Regions from separate parts of the Mus musculus genome. Here regions 1, 2, 3 and 5 are each linked to region 4. The links are chromatin contacts, called in public Hi-C maps. All regions are on one chromosome and are shown on one strand. The core of a region is the stretch at or near the end of the contact, and the rest is flanking DNA. Distances in the headings are between cores, read along the strand shown.

Region 1 (2,700 bases), core at 142-2,641, 340 kb after region 4:
CTTAAAAGTCTTAAGATGGGGTTCCCATAAAGTACTAAATAGATTACATTTCCCTGTGTAATATATGATGGAAGTGACATCATAGAGACTTTTTTATATATTCTTTGAAAGATACTCTTCTTCTTGATGAATATCTTATGAATGTCCCTGGGACCAGTTTGAGCTGTGGGGCATGCTCTTAAAAGTCTGCCAGACCCTGAGAGGAACCACACAACCATAGAGAGAAAGCAGACCCCGTGAGCAAAGCCCCAGTGATGGACAGAGGACTTGTTCTTGGTGGCTGTTTAGTTTTTCTTGTTTATGGGGTTTCTTCTTAGAAAGAAATAAAATAAGAATGAAAAAAAGAATTTTTTTTTCTCAATGCTTTTCAGTGTAGGAAGTATTTAAGGAATTCAGTGCCCAGAGGCAGTACAACAGTAAGAACAGGTGATGTTTTCTTTTCTTTTATTCCTTTCTTCTTTCACAAAGGAACTGAGGGCTTTACTCCATGTACCACGGCTAATAAGCGAAAGGGTAACAGCTTGGGTGCCCATCTACACAACCCCTAAGCTGTTTTCATGGCATCCTCTGTTGCTCCATCATTGTTAGCTCAGATTTCAAGGGTTCTATAGCTGATCAGAGTCTGGTTTGCTACAGGAAGGACTCCAGGTTACATGTCATTAGTTGTTTCCCTCTCTATGTTTTCCATTGAGCCGTAAGCCAGTGCAGCTCAGCTAATAGGCACATATCAGACCTGAGAAACTCCAGCCCCAACCATGAGGGCTGATTTAGTAAGGTCTTATGGAAAGCAGTAGATAAGTATCTCTCACTTCATTTTACTTTATTTCATTTATTTACTTATTAGTGCCAGGCTAATACCCAGGGCTTTGTGTATGGTAAGCATGTGCTCTGCTAGGGAGCCATGCCATGAGCCACAGGGTCTATAATTGTAGTGTCTACAAAGGCTGTAATGGGGGATTCAAAAATGCCTGCAACAAATGTCATAAGAGGACAACCGAATCTTTCCACAACTATTTTTCTCCGTCCCTAGCAAAGGATATTTTATATAAACGAGAGCCTAAATGTATGATAAATGGTTCTAAGAGTGAAGTAAATGAATAAATATTAATAAAATACGAATAGCATCAAGCTGAAGAGCCCGTCCCTGGTTGGTGTTGGGCACACTACAGGAATCTCTCAAATCACTATCCTTTCGAAGATGTCCTTTGGAAGGCTTAGGTCCAGCTGTTCTGAGGAGCCATGACAGAGGATCTGGTAAAATCTGCTAGCAATTAGAGACTGTGGAATTTTTATGTTCTCTTGAATAGTGAGAGAGACTGTTTGTATCGCTCTAAAGACAAACCCAGAAACCAAAGTGCAGATGCACCAGGGCACAACAGGAAACCACAAAAGCCTAAGATCTTTCCATGTAAATAAGAAGCTGGCCTTTACTTTTGAATCCACAGTGCAGAGTGGAGCACAGTTGTTAATCCAGCTTTTGCACAGCTCTGCTTTGAGCTTGAGCACAGTTAAACCATGCCACAGGATAAAAAGCACTTAAAAATGCTTGTTTTGATCAGCAAGCTTCATTTGTGTTAGTGAACAGTTTGGGGACACAGGTGCAGTGTGGACTCAGAACCATTAATTGGTCTCCCTTGTTCTTTTTGCAGTGATATTTGAAACCCTACTTCCCTCCACAAAGTTATATTAATCCATATAAATGCACGGGACATTTCCTGTTGACAAGCCTCTCTCACATGTCCCATCCTGGGGCCTCTGGTCCAGGTGCAAAGTGGAGAAACAGTGGTAACAATTCCCATACCTTCTTGTGTTGTTACCTCGATCTACATTTGATCAGTCCTATTACACTGGGAAGTAAGTAATACCGTACAACTGATCATAAAGTTTTTGTAGATAAGGAAAATGTGGTAGAACAAAAACCCATAGGTTTTGTTATTAGGTTGGCAGACCTATGTTCAATATAGAGTGCCTTAGCTCCAAAGTACCTTCCTTGTTCAACACCGACTGCAAGCCAGGCATGGGGCATAACGAAGAGTAGAAGTAGCCCTTGAGTCAGTTATAGTCCAGAGGAAGAGATGGGGAGGAAGCGTAAATTGCATAATCATGTCAAAGTACATTTAAGTATGCATATGCTCAACACTCTACCAATTTCATTCCTAGATAAAATCTTGGGGAAACTCCCGCACTGTGAAACAATATACACAGAGCCTTTTTAATACATCATATATCATACTATCCCCTGTTTGGATTTCCATTAGTAGAACATATTGCTAAACTATCATATTCATATGCTGACTTACATGTTTAATGAATAGACTGCATCTACATATAGTGGATAAGTGCAACAATTATAAAGTAACACAAAGAAGAAATGAGAGAAGTAGGCACAAAAATATTGCATCCATGGAAATTCTAAAAGAAGTAAAAACAAATGATGAAACTTAGGAATTTGGGCTGAACCTAGGAAGACAAAAGGATAATTGCCACAGATCTTAAAACCTTAGTGAATTCTATTTGTTGAAGGTTTTGGCTGTGTAGAACATAACTGCTTTCAGAAGTGGTCTAGAGGAACTGCCATTTGTTGATGAAGGACACATAAGCACTTAGTATTTTTTAAGATGTTCTGTAATTTTTAATCTCCTCTTCTAAGAGTGATATGTGTGCTGGAACCACCATGAAAGGACCCACCATATGGCATAC
Region 2 (2,700 bases), core at 38-2,537, 430 kb after region 4:
CACCATGGGGCTGTGTACCTTCACAGCTGTCAAACTGACTCTCTAGTAGGGAGGTGCTTCCGTCTATCAGACAGTGTCTGGTGACTTGTTACAAAGAGACTCTCTGTCAGCTCTTGCAGGTAGAATTCTTCCCAGGATGCTTTTTGAGATTGGCTTTCTATCTGGGACTCTGACCTCTGGCTTCACTACCAGAGGAGACATCTGGGAAGAGCCATGGAACAGGTCCTCCCTGCCTTCACCATCATCCTTTGCTGATGGACGGAGGTTGGAATTAACAGTGTCAGCTTAATTCCTTCTCAGCACTTAAAGCTTTGAGATATCAGGACCCGACCCTGTGCTGGAACATCATGTAAGGTTTAATCCCACCCATGCCATTAGATTAATAGAGTCACTGGTAGATGTCCATTCCCTTCATGTTTGTCCTTGATAAAGACCCTTTATGTAAATGCCCCAAGAATAAGAATTTCGGTTAACTCATTTCCCTATCTCTAGTGTCTAACACAGCCAGACACAGACATGCTGCTTGGCAAATCCTTTTCATTCATTAAGCAAATAGCCCTAGGTATTTGGACAAGTAAAATCCTCATCACATCTACAATTGAGTGGGCAAGATGGTGAAACAATAAATGTAAATGCATATTATATCTTGGGTCAAGAGTTAAAAAGGAAAAGAACAGGTTTGATGGAAGAGCTAATTAGCATGATTGATAGCTGAATGACAATAAATGTCTTTGACTCCTAACTCTGAACCTGTCTCATTTGTTCTCTGAAAACAGTAATCATCGCTATTATGTTCATTGTTGCAACTGCTACTCCTGTTTCTTATGTATGCATTGCATTCTAAATTTTATGTTAGTGTTATATAAATTCATGAACTAACCTTGCCTAATAGGCCTCCTTATTTCAAATGAATGAGACAAGACCCAGAAATATTCTTCATATGATGAGATAGCTAGTGTCATAGATGGTGCTTGAACCAAAGCTGGTCACACAGTCTTCTGTTCTGAGAAAAGGGAATGTCTCCTGAACTCCTAAGTGACCACTGCAGGTTCAACCTGGATCCCAGTTTGAGAAGCCCCAAATCATATTATATGGCAAAAGCCTCATTCCATTAGATTAAAGGGCAAAATGAAAACAACCATAACAAAAACGAGTTGCTGGAGAGTATTAGGAAAATAAGGAAAATAATTTTGCCTTGGCCATCTCATGGTCACCTTCCAGCAGTAGTAAGCCATCACCATGGCAATGGGAGAAAAATTAATGTTGAATGTTGAGTCATTTTAAAAAGCCACATCAACAGCATACCGAGCTGATGCTGTAAGCTCTCTGCTACAGCTGGTCTGACAGTGCTAGAGGCATGGTGTCGAGCTCCATGCTGGAGGGACGAGGGGGGACTTAAGCTCAGCCTTGGAAGATTTAAGTCTGAGCCTTAACTGTATCCTGTGGACTTCAGCAAGTCTACTGACAAACATGAGAGGCGATCATATTAAGTCAGTATTACTATAGTAGCTTTCTGGAAGTCCGTTCAAACCTCCGTAAAATAGAACAGTGATATTTCATAACCATCGTCAGGAGGTTTGATATAATGAGGGATATGGAAGTGCTTAGTAAACTGTAATGTGATTAACATTTTCCAGCCAGGTTTGGAAGAACTCATGCTGGAGTGAGGTAGACAGGGCTGCTCTCTCTCCTTTGTCTTAGTAAAAAGCCCAAGGCTCAGATATTCAGAGCCTCAGCTTCCCAGCAACATTTCCTATTATAAATCTGCAACATGCCCTGCCTGATTTACACAATCTGGGCTCTCTTCATTCTCCCTGCACTTCAGTTTACCCCATGGAAAATGGGGATGACACCAGTGCTCTCTTAGTAAGGTGGGAGATGAGGCTTAAATGAGTCCTGGAAGGGCACAGAAAGGCTGGCTGCCTGGCAGGCCGCCATAAGTGTTAACAGCAGGGATGGCAGAGGAGAAGAGGAAGGAGCAGGAAGAACATTTGAAATGACATATGTATGTCAAGCTCAACACCTCCGTGGGGCACTGATGGCAGTACTCACACTCACCAGATGCTCTGGTGCCTTTTAGAGTGCTCCGATCAGTCACAGGCCCCTTTCTGTCTTCAGAGGAGTCTTGCCTACAGTGGCTTTGTATCAGACCCAGTTTTAGGCCTGCCTTTCTTTCTATGCTGTTTTAGGTAGGAAGAGAGAACCGGACCAAAGGCTTGATAGAAACAAGAGGAAGCTTTACTAATGAAACAAGTTCTCTACAAGTGATGATTTCCCAAACACTGCGCTCTGACATGTTAAAAGACAACACTGGGAAGCACTGGCCTGGACAGTACTCAAATTAACTATGTGATGGAAAATGCTCAAGTTAAATTAACTAAATATCTTCATAGTGCAAGTCCATCGAGATGTTAATATATAAATACGCTTCTGAACCTCCTGGATTGGGTGTCATACAGATGTAATGGTGCCCGATTTTACTTAACCAAAGAATTGGCATTTTGCTAGTCTTTTCTAAGGACAAAAGAGTGGTAGATGCTGTGTAAGCCAGCAGTTAAGGTCCTCAAAGGTGACAAGAGGTACCATAAAAAGAACTGGAAGATTTCTACTAGTCCTGTGTCTATTTAATGAAAAGAACAAGGAGTCTGTCTTGGCAGTAACTAATGTGTTAGATGGTAGAGAAACAGTAACAGGTAAGGC
Region 3 (2,700 bases), core at 71-2,570, 300 kb after region 4:
TTGCATTTCATTGATTTGTTATTAGGACGGAAAGTTATACGAACAGAAATGTTCCAAGAACAGTTACCAACAGCTCATGGACTTGAATAATTATGTTGTTGAAATACAAGATGTTCATACTGCTCTTCAGCTCACTGACCTACTGCAGTAACTAGTTGCTAATTAGATTTCTTTGAACCAGCTTGTCCAGCTGGGAGGACTTGAGAGCTGTATTCTGCAAGAATCTGGTATATGTAGTCTCTTGCTGCCATAGGAAGAGTCTTTGTGCCAGCATGCCTTCTGCCATTTTCTAGGTATGTACATTGCTCTTGATGTGTGTCATTGTCCTGAGTTAGAAATGAGAGTGGATCACTGGTGGGATTATATTAGTTTCTTTACTAATTTACTAATTTATCCCCCAGTAATATCCAGGGTTGAGAGTCAAATTTAGTGTTCATCTGTTTTGTTTACTTTCTACTGAAACTCTGTACAAGGTGGGCACATATAGGTGTGCAACTTTAATCTTTTTGTTCAAGGTGATTGATCTATGTCTTATGATCTTAAAAAATAAACAAAAATGTGTAATTTTGCTAAAGTAAACATTACTTTTAAAAGTATGTTTTAGATACTTGGGAGTGAAAGAAATAAGATGTAGAGAGAAAAGTCTGTGAGCTATTATCTTTCTACTGGAAGAGATGTATAAAACCAAATATAGGGATATGGTATGTAAGAGTTATTTAAAAGTACATTTAAAGCATATGGAGTATAAGGCATATTAATACCAAGTAAGAATACAAAGTCAGGGATCTTCCATGTGTATCAAACTGTCTAAACTATGGAGTAATTATAAGACATGTTAACTAACAGATGTAATTCAGAAGTGGTATTAGAAAGAACTAGTACCTGCTAGAAAGATCTCCTCTATCTTAATCCTTAACCTAGGTGCTACTCTGGGACAGTGTGTGCACACAGTAGATGTCTATTCACCCACCGTTTCTATAATAAGTGATAATGAATATCATACAATTTGATGTGAAATCAGTAATGGAAATGGAATTTAGTTTCTAGTCACAATGACATGATTTCTAGGAGGTGTATCAGATGCTGTCCTTAAAGAGTGGAAGAAGAACACTAGCTTTGGGTTCTCAGGAAGTCTCTACTTGGATGAATCATTTAATACAAGTGTAACTCCAATTCAGGAGCCAAGACTACTACAATCCTTTTAGCCATTTTCTATCAGTTGTCCCAGTTTTCTAGAAAATCCTCAGAGCTGACCTACCCATGTGATCTGAGTCAGGATAGGCCTTACCATTCTCTGGAACCATTCAAGCATGTGTCATGTCTGTGTGAAACGCCAAACTTAAGAAATGCCTCTGAATACTGCATAGTGATTGAGAATTGTATGTTCTCAGTCTTGTTACCCACTTTTAAATCAGATTGAAAGTAACTTGAGTTTGAAATAATTCCAGCATTCTCTCCAACTGGCAAGGCAAAGTGTCCTTTAGCACAATCTTGGACATAATCTGGTTGGCCTGTCAGCCTTGCCCAACCGAGCTGGTACCAGCATTCCACAGCAAGCATAAGGAAGCAGGGTCGCATGCCACCCACGCCCAAACCTCTCTGACATTTCCGTGGGCCTGGAGCCAGATCTCCCCCTGTGTTTCATCTCCCTCTCAGAATACAAAGGAACACTGAACCTTCCAGTTAATTCAATACCCTCCCCCCCCTTCCTGGAGAGGATAACAGTTCTGTTGACCATTATAATGCATCTTCTGTCTCCCAGCAATCCACATAGTCATTAATTTCTGCTGCTGACATCAGGAAAGAGGATTATGTGTGTGTCTGAAACTGTTCCCAGAGTGCTCATTAGTCATAGATAATTGAAAAACTGGTAGGGGAAGGTTTGTTGTAATAGGAGCTCTGCTTGTGAAGAGGGACTGCAGCTACCCGATAATTGTAGGCTCCAGCTTGGACCACTCAGGCCAAATATGTCCATTCACATGGGAATTCATGGGGCCCAGGAATCCTCAGGGCCATCTGATATCTGAAGGTGAACAAGTAACACAGCCAGAGATCAGAGTGTAGGTGAATTGCCCATGGGTTTCTCTCCTATCTTTAGCGTGAGGAACAGGACTTGGAAAAGATGCAGGAAATTTGCTCTCATTTTGTTTTTATTTAAACTTAAGCCAATTTGGTTTGTTTTAAGCAAACACACGAGGTCATGATCTGGAAGGACATAGATGGTTCAGGAGAGTACTTCACAGCACATCCTATCTGTACTGTTACAGAAATCAAGTGGTTTTTTTTTAATTTTTAATTTTTATTTTTCTAGAAACTTCTAGAAGTACATGTGCTCATGTACTTGAATGTTTAGAATCTTTAAAAGGATCACAAATATGAGATCCTAAGAGCACTATTCTACATCCTGGCTTTGTCCCATATTTTATCTCAGTCTTTCTCCCAAATTCATACCTTAATTCTTCCTCAAGTATTTTCTATATAGGATTCTGTAGAATAGATGAAATGGTTTGTTTATTTGTTGTTAGTTTGCTTGCTTGCCTGCCTCCTTCCTCCTTCCCTCCCTCCCTCCCCACTCCTCCTCCCTCCCTCTCTCTCTCTCTCTCTCTCTCTCTCTCTCTCTCTCTCTCTCTCTCTCTCTCTCTCTTTCTTTCTTTCTTTCTTTCTTTCTTTCTTTCTTCCTTTCTTACCAAACCAGAAGAG
Region 4 (2,826 bases), core at 261-2,760:
ACAAGCACAACAAGTTGGTCATAAAAAATCTCCTGATTCAAAGACACAGTTGCAAGGTGGTTATAACAACAGGTGGTCATAATAACCTTTACAAACACAGGCATGGTTGCCATTTCCTGGAGCATGCAGTACAGAACCATTTGTAGTTAAGGTTATAGGTGGAGCATAGCCCAGTCCTTGAGAAACAAAGCTTTAATCACAAACAGGAATGAATTTGATTTGTCTATACTGTAAGATGGTTTTCATGCCCAAAATGGAAGCAGTCTGGTTCATCAAATTTTTATTTATGCAAGGGCTGCTATAAAAGCGGAAGACAGGAAAGACAGCCACTGGGCCTCAGCGTGCTGCTAGCTTTCAATGTACCCTTTCCTGTCCCCTTTCAGAATGTGCTTCACCAGATAAGAAACTAGCCAGTTTTCCTTCTAGTATAGATCCTTTGCTCTGTGAAAGGACAAATTGGTTACTCTTCTTCTCTGAAGGTAAATCGCTAACACTTCCGTCAAGGCAGATTTTTCAAACCATTTGTCTGAACTTGAGACAGGAAGGAATGTTCCCTGAAGTTGTTGAGGGCAGAGGACAGGAGGTAAGAAGGAGCCATTCCAGGAAGTTTGCTCCTGCCAGCAAAGGAAAAAAAAAAAAAAAAAAAAAAAAAAAAAAAAACGGGCTATTTGGCTTCACTTCTCCATGTAATCATGTTGCTTGTCCTCATCAGACGGGCTATTAGCATTTGAGTCTAAGCCAGTGTTTCTGTAGTATCATCCACAACTCCTAGTCTAAAGCAACCTACCTCTCCACTTGCCCTTGTTACGAATTCCCCCATGAAAGAAGAGGTTCCACTTGCGAGCCGTCACAGATTTAGTATAGGCTTTCCCTTGGAGATATTGTCATCTTTCATCAGAGGAGAGAAGAGCAAAGATCTTCCTTCAGAAAGGTCAAGCAACAACAGGAACACACACACTTAAATTTTAAATTCTACTTTAATTTGTAAAGAAAAGATATAGTTCAAGCTGGCCTTGAGTTTGTGATCCTTGTGCTTCAACATCATATGCACTTTCTACAACTGGCTATGCATACTTTTAGAGAGTTTGACTGTATGTGGACCCTTAAGAGCTTAGACTAAGTTGGCTGTTGGGATCAACCAGAGGACAGAGGGAATGAGGCCCAATGGAGCTTAAAGGCATGGAGATGTAGCTCATAAGGTAGTAATGACAAACATCGACAGAACCTCAGTGGCATCATAGGAACATTGCAGAGCTGTCCCCCAGCTCAGGGAGTGAAAGTCAGAATTAGAACAAGAAAACTGCTCTAGCTGGACATTCCGTGTACTGCTTACTACCTCGAGGCAAGGGTTTTTGTAGTTCATGCAGACTGGACATGAATGTGTTAAGCTACTCAATCTGAACTCCTACAGCCAGCAGAAACATTTGATGTTGTGCCCAGGAAGTCTATCCCAGAGTGACTAATTCCCTCACAGCAGGGAAGCCTTTTCTCAGGTTGAACTCTGTCTGGAAGCTGCTCTTTTCTTGTCAGAGAGCCAGGGGCAATCTCTTTCACCCTATCCTTATCCAGACCAAGAGTAGATAAAGGGAAGCCAACTCCCATCAAAGCCTCTTAGATCACAATAGAGGTGCTGAGAGACACCCCTTGCTTTTTGCACAAGGTAGGCAAACAAACGTTCTTATCAGCTACTGAGGACCACCCGTCCCTTTACCCCACCGCACAGGGTCTAAGGGTCTCCCCTATTAAGAGGACTCTAAGACTTCTTACCATTAAAGTTCTCTCAAGCATCCTCATTTTTAGCACACTGGCTCAGAAACAATTGTTCTCATTGTCTCAAGTTACTTGTTTAAGAAGAGTGCTTCATTCATTTCTCTTAGAAACACTGGGCCATATGTTTACTAGGTCCAGCTACAAAGTGAGATGGGGGAATGTTCCCTAAGTTGTTCAGAGTGACGCTACTTACCACATACAGAGCCATGTGGCATCACCAAATTCTTTGTGAATTTCTGACCTTTGCTCCAACCTCTAAAATGCGTGAGCCCCTTTCTTATGGTCTAGTTTTTTTTTTTTTTTCTCTAGAATTTCCTCGTACAACACAGAAGCCACTTCAGAGTGAAGAGTCGTAGCTTAGATCAACAACAGCAGTAATAAAATCAAACAACCCAATAAAAATGAAAAAGGACAAAATGTTCAGTCATTTCTTTTTTTGTTTTTTGTTTTTTGAGACAGGGTTTCTCTGTGTAGCCCTGACTGTCCTGGAACTCACCTTGTAGACCAGGCTGGCCTCAAACTCAAAAATCTGCCTGCTTCTGCCTTCTGAGTGCTGGGATTAAAGGCATGAGCCACCACACTCATCTATGTTCGGTCATTTCAACAAAAAAGAAATGTAGATTGCAAATTAGCTCATGAAATGATTTTCAATATTATTTTTTCTTGGGGAAAACATCTAGATCTATAATGATAGCAAATGGCTCTGTGGTAAAGGGCTTGGTACACAAGCATGAGGACCTGAGTTTGATGCCCAGCACTCCCATAAAAAGCCAGGCATGATGGCATGGTTTGCATCCCAATGATGAAGAGCCAGGGACAGGTAGGTCCCAGGGGCTCCATGGCCTAACAGCCTAACCCAGTTGAAAACGAACAGCTTCTCAAGAGGAACAACACCAAGGTTGCTCTCTGGCTTCTGTGTACCTGCATTCATATGAGTAAGTATGGCCCTTTCCCCAATATCTTCACATGCCTACTTGATGGCTAAGGTTAGTGAGGACAAGGAACAACTGAAGCTTTCAAACACAGCCAGTGAGAATTAGAACAACCACTGTGGAA
Region 5 (2,838 bases), core at 88-2,587, 270 kb before region 4:
TAGGCACACAGAGGTTAAGTACTTGGCCCGTGGTTAGAGGTCTGCTAAGACAGGCCTTGAAGTCAACTCTTGAAACCTGGTTTCAAAGGTCATCCTCTTAGACACTCACTCACTGAGAACTGAGTGGGGGCCATCTGTTAGGAGTTTCTTGTGAGGAGGGACACATAAACAGGAAGCAAGCCATGGGCTCTTCCTGTAGGCTTTCTCCACGCAGCCTTATGCTGCTAATCTCAGGAACTTGGACTTGCTAGATCCATAACAGAATTAATACTCTCTCTATCTCTTTCTCTCTCTCCCCCCTCTCTCTCTAGCTCATGTACAGAGGCAAGATTCTCTCTCTACTTATGAGGCCACAGAAGAGAAAGACACCTTTATTTACTTTTGACTGAAAACATTATCTGTCTACTGTAGACACACCTGTATCTTTGGTTAGTTGGATGTCAGTATCTGAGTTGTTCGATTTCTGTGTCCAACAGTTTGGGTAATGCATGAGGACATAGCCTTTGTTCGTCTCCTTTGCCACCCCCTGAGTGCCCAGCATAGCACTTGGCCACAACTGGTACTTAGACATTTCCAGTGAATATTTACTGAAAATGTGTTGAGTGACTTCTGGGTTTTGATTAATTATTTAGGAAGCAAATTGTGGGTTTATTTGCTTTGCTAGTAAGAGGACGTAGCTGAAGGAACTCTGAAGGTGAAAGAGACCTTTGTCTTAAGTCAGTGGTTTACAAAGTGCTTTTCTAAGTTTGCCTTCTGGATTCTAATTCAGCTACTGTCCCGCTCAAGCTTTCTGAGGTCATCACATCAGTGTTGGGAGACAGCAAGTTTGAGTCCCTATCCATTCTCATCCTTTACACCCTCTCGGATCGCCTGATCTCCTTCAGTCTGTGCCTAAACACTGTGAAGGAAGAAAGTTCATAAACTCATAGGGCACACTGTCCCCCTATCGGATGGGCAAGGACAGTACCACTGTCAACATGTCCTGAGCGCTTCTTGGGTACTAGGTTCGGTCCCTGTCGCCAAACATAATGACCAGACATTATTTTCTTTCTCCTCTCCTAGCTCTAAGACTCACGCCCTACTCTCCTGCCCTCCACTGCTCGCCCCGGGCTCTCCGGCCGCCACCGCCTGCCCCGCCCGCGCTTCGCCACCCCAGCCTCCCGCACCAGACGCCGGCTGCTCCTGCGCTCCCACGCCCGCGCACCTCGCTCTCCCAGCCCCGCGCTCCCACACCCGGCGCGGAGGAGGCGGGCGCCCGGGGCGAGGGCAGGGCGGCCACGTCAGCGGCGCCGGCTCGCTCCGCCCTCCGCGGGCCTCCCCATAGAAGGTAAAGCCTGGGCAGAGCCCGCGGGCGTCCTCAGGCTGGCAGCTCGGGCTGCTGGTTTCAGTTTCTGAAGAGCTAGGCCTTGAGCAAACACTGGCTGGCGGGAGGAGGGTGTTGGACGCCTTCCCAACAGATAATGTGATTCCCTGCCGCTGGGAGCCACCCACGGTGGGAAGGGGCAGCGCAGGGACCTGCGCAGGACAGCCACGGTCCTGGGCGGCTGGGGGAGCCTGAGCTCGGACCCTTCTTCCTCATCTGTAAGGCTGCCCCTCTCTCCGTGGACACTTAAAATGTTTGCTTTCTTTCTGAGAAAGAAACAGAGGGAGATCGCCAAGACCAACATGAACTCCAAACTCAGGGCATTCCTCACTCTACTCTGACCTTTTTGTAGATGCACTTTTTTTTTTCTTCTCAAAGGCCAGACCTATCCCTACCCAGCGGGTGACCTGTGTACATTTCCTAACTTCTCTGTCTCATTATCCTCACCCATAAAATGGGAGTAATGATACTTATCTTTAGATACGCTCCGAGGGTTAGATTAGCTATAGATTATACATATTAAGCACTTAGTGCCTTCAATCAGCAGTAATTAACATTATTATTAATTGTATTGTTATGGCGTATGACTAATCATGAGATAGATTCTTAGTGCTTCTGGGAGCATAAGTAAAAATATGCTCATTTAAAAAATTTTATTGAGGGAGGGAGTTTTATGAGGTGAATATAAAGAGTAGCACTGAGTCAGGATATAGTCGTGCATGTGTCTCATTTCATAAAGAAACTTGGAAAGCCGGCATTATGTCCACTGTACAGGTGAGGACTCTGAAGCTTCCAGAAGTCACTGGCTCATCTCAGACTCTGGGTCAGTATCTAATTTTTCTCTCTTTCTTTGAGACTTGTCCTTATATAGCCTAGAATAGTCTCTAACTCACCAAGTAGCTGGGGATAGCCTTGAACTCCTTAAAAAAAAAAAACAAAAAAACCAAATATTTCGTTTCCTCTTTCTCCCCCTCCTGCTCCTCCCCCACTTCGTGCGTGCGTGCTTGTGTGTGTGTGTGTTTGCCCAAGGAGTTCAAAAGACAGGAACTGGAATTAGAGGCTGTTAGGTGCTGCCCTATGCTGGTTGCTGGGAGGAGAGCATAGGTCCTCTGGGAGATCAGCAAGAGCTCTAATCTGCTGAGTCATCTCCCCAACTCCCAGACTTGAACTCGTGATCTTCCTGCCTCGTTAGCCTAAGTGTCACACACCTAGCTCTCTCTCCTCCAGTGACCACACCCCACCCCAGCAGGGTCACACCTGTTTGCCTCAGCAAAGGTACCTCCTTTCCTTTGCATAGCCTCCCATCCTCCCCGCATAGCCTCCCATCCTCCCTTTCGCCAAGCTCTTCAACCTGGAGAAAACCTAGTCAAGTCTGGATGCCAGAAGAAGGCCACTGTCTGCTCCAGGAGACTTTCTGATCCACCCCCACCACCTCCACCCCTCTTCTGCTGCCTGCAGCCCAGGCTGTACAGACT

Evidence for each region. Hi-C and Micro-C count contacts between places; a contact is called where the count stands out from the background.
Region 1: a Hi-C map of uterus shows a contact between it and region 4, with 5 times the contacts expected there. The contact joins two enhancer-like sites. A contact is called at or near these places in 1 of 15 datasets of contacts at CTCF or cohesin (the NIH/3T3 cell line), 2 of 484 Hi-C or Micro-C datasets (bone marrow-derived macrophages and uterus) and 1 of 9 other capture datasets (embryonic stem cells).
Region 2: a contact with region 4 is called in a Hi-C map of uterus, with 2.5 times the contacts expected there. The contact joins two enhancer-like sites. A contact is called at or near these places in 1 of 15 datasets of contacts at CTCF or cohesin (large pre-B cells), 7 of 484 Hi-C or Micro-C datasets (the C10 cell line, Th1 cells, bone marrow-derived macrophages and 2 more) and 1 of 9 other capture datasets (embryonic stem cells).
Region 3: a Hi-C map of uterus shows a contact between it and region 4, with 3 times the contacts expected there. The contact joins two enhancer-like sites. A contact is called at or near these places in 1 of 15 datasets of contacts at CTCF or cohesin (the NIH/3T3 cell line), 3 of 484 Hi-C or Micro-C datasets (embryonic fibroblasts, nephron progenitors and uterus), 1 of 115 datasets of contacts at active chromatin or transcription factors (CD8 T cells) and 1 of 9 other capture datasets (embryonic stem cells).
Region 5: a Hi-C map of uterus shows a contact between it and region 4, with 1.6 times the contacts expected there. The contact joins two enhancer-like sites. A contact is called at or near these places in 3 of 484 Hi-C or Micro-C datasets (bone marrow-derived macrophages, nephron progenitors and uterus) and 2 of 115 datasets of contacts at active chromatin or transcription factors (fibro-adipogenic progenitors and forebrain).

The regions. Positions count from the first base shown.
Region 1 is chr4:95,776,655-95,779,354 of GRCm38.p6, forward strand. The region is part of intron 8 of Fggy (FGGY carbohydrate kinase domain containing); the gene reads left to right. Among named protein-coding and RNA genes, the nearest start is that of Hook1, 190 kb to the right of the region's middle. Within about 2 kb of position 1,392, at least 31 of the 459 cell types and tissues checked have an H3K27ac peak or open chromatin away from gene starts, as enhancers often do. A contact at or near this core is called in uterus, where this site is marked.
Region 2 is chr4:95,864,139-95,866,838 of GRCm38.p6, forward strand. All of the region lies in intron 14 of Fggy (FGGY carbohydrate kinase domain containing), which reads left to right. Among named protein-coding and RNA genes, the nearest start is that of Hook1, 100 kb to the right of the region's middle. Within about 2 kb of position 1,288, at least 13 of the 459 cell types and tissues checked have an H3K27ac peak or open chromatin away from gene starts, as enhancers often do. A contact at or near this core is called in uterus, where this site is marked.
Region 3 is chr4:95,732,236-95,734,935 of GRCm38.p6, forward strand. The region is part of intron 6 of Fggy (FGGY carbohydrate kinase domain containing); the gene reads left to right. Among named protein-coding and RNA genes, the nearest start is that of Fggy, 180 kb to the left of the region's middle. Within about 2 kb of position 1,321, at least 81 of the 459 cell types and tissues checked have an H3K27ac peak or open chromatin away from gene starts, as enhancers often do. A contact at or near this core is called in uterus, where this site is marked.
Region 4 is chr4:95,433,216-95,436,041 of GRCm38.p6, forward strand. No RefSeq gene overlaps it. Among named protein-coding and RNA genes, the nearest start is that of Gm12707, 51 kb to the right of the region's middle. Within about 2 kb of position 1,511, at least 41 of the 459 cell types and tissues checked have an H3K27ac peak or open chromatin away from gene starts, as enhancers often do. A contact at or near this core is called in uterus, where this site is marked.
Region 5 is chr4:95,160,129-95,162,966 of GRCm38.p6, forward strand. It overlaps Junos (a long non-coding RNA gene), which reads left to right. Exons shown (of 5, transcript XR_867920.3): 4 at 1,063-1,327. Among named protein-coding and RNA genes, the nearest start is that of Gm12708, 32 kb to the right of the region's middle. Within about 2 kb of position 1,338, at least 294 of the 459 cell types and tissues checked have an H3K27ac peak or open chromatin away from gene starts, as enhancers often do. A contact at or near this core is called in uterus, where this site is marked.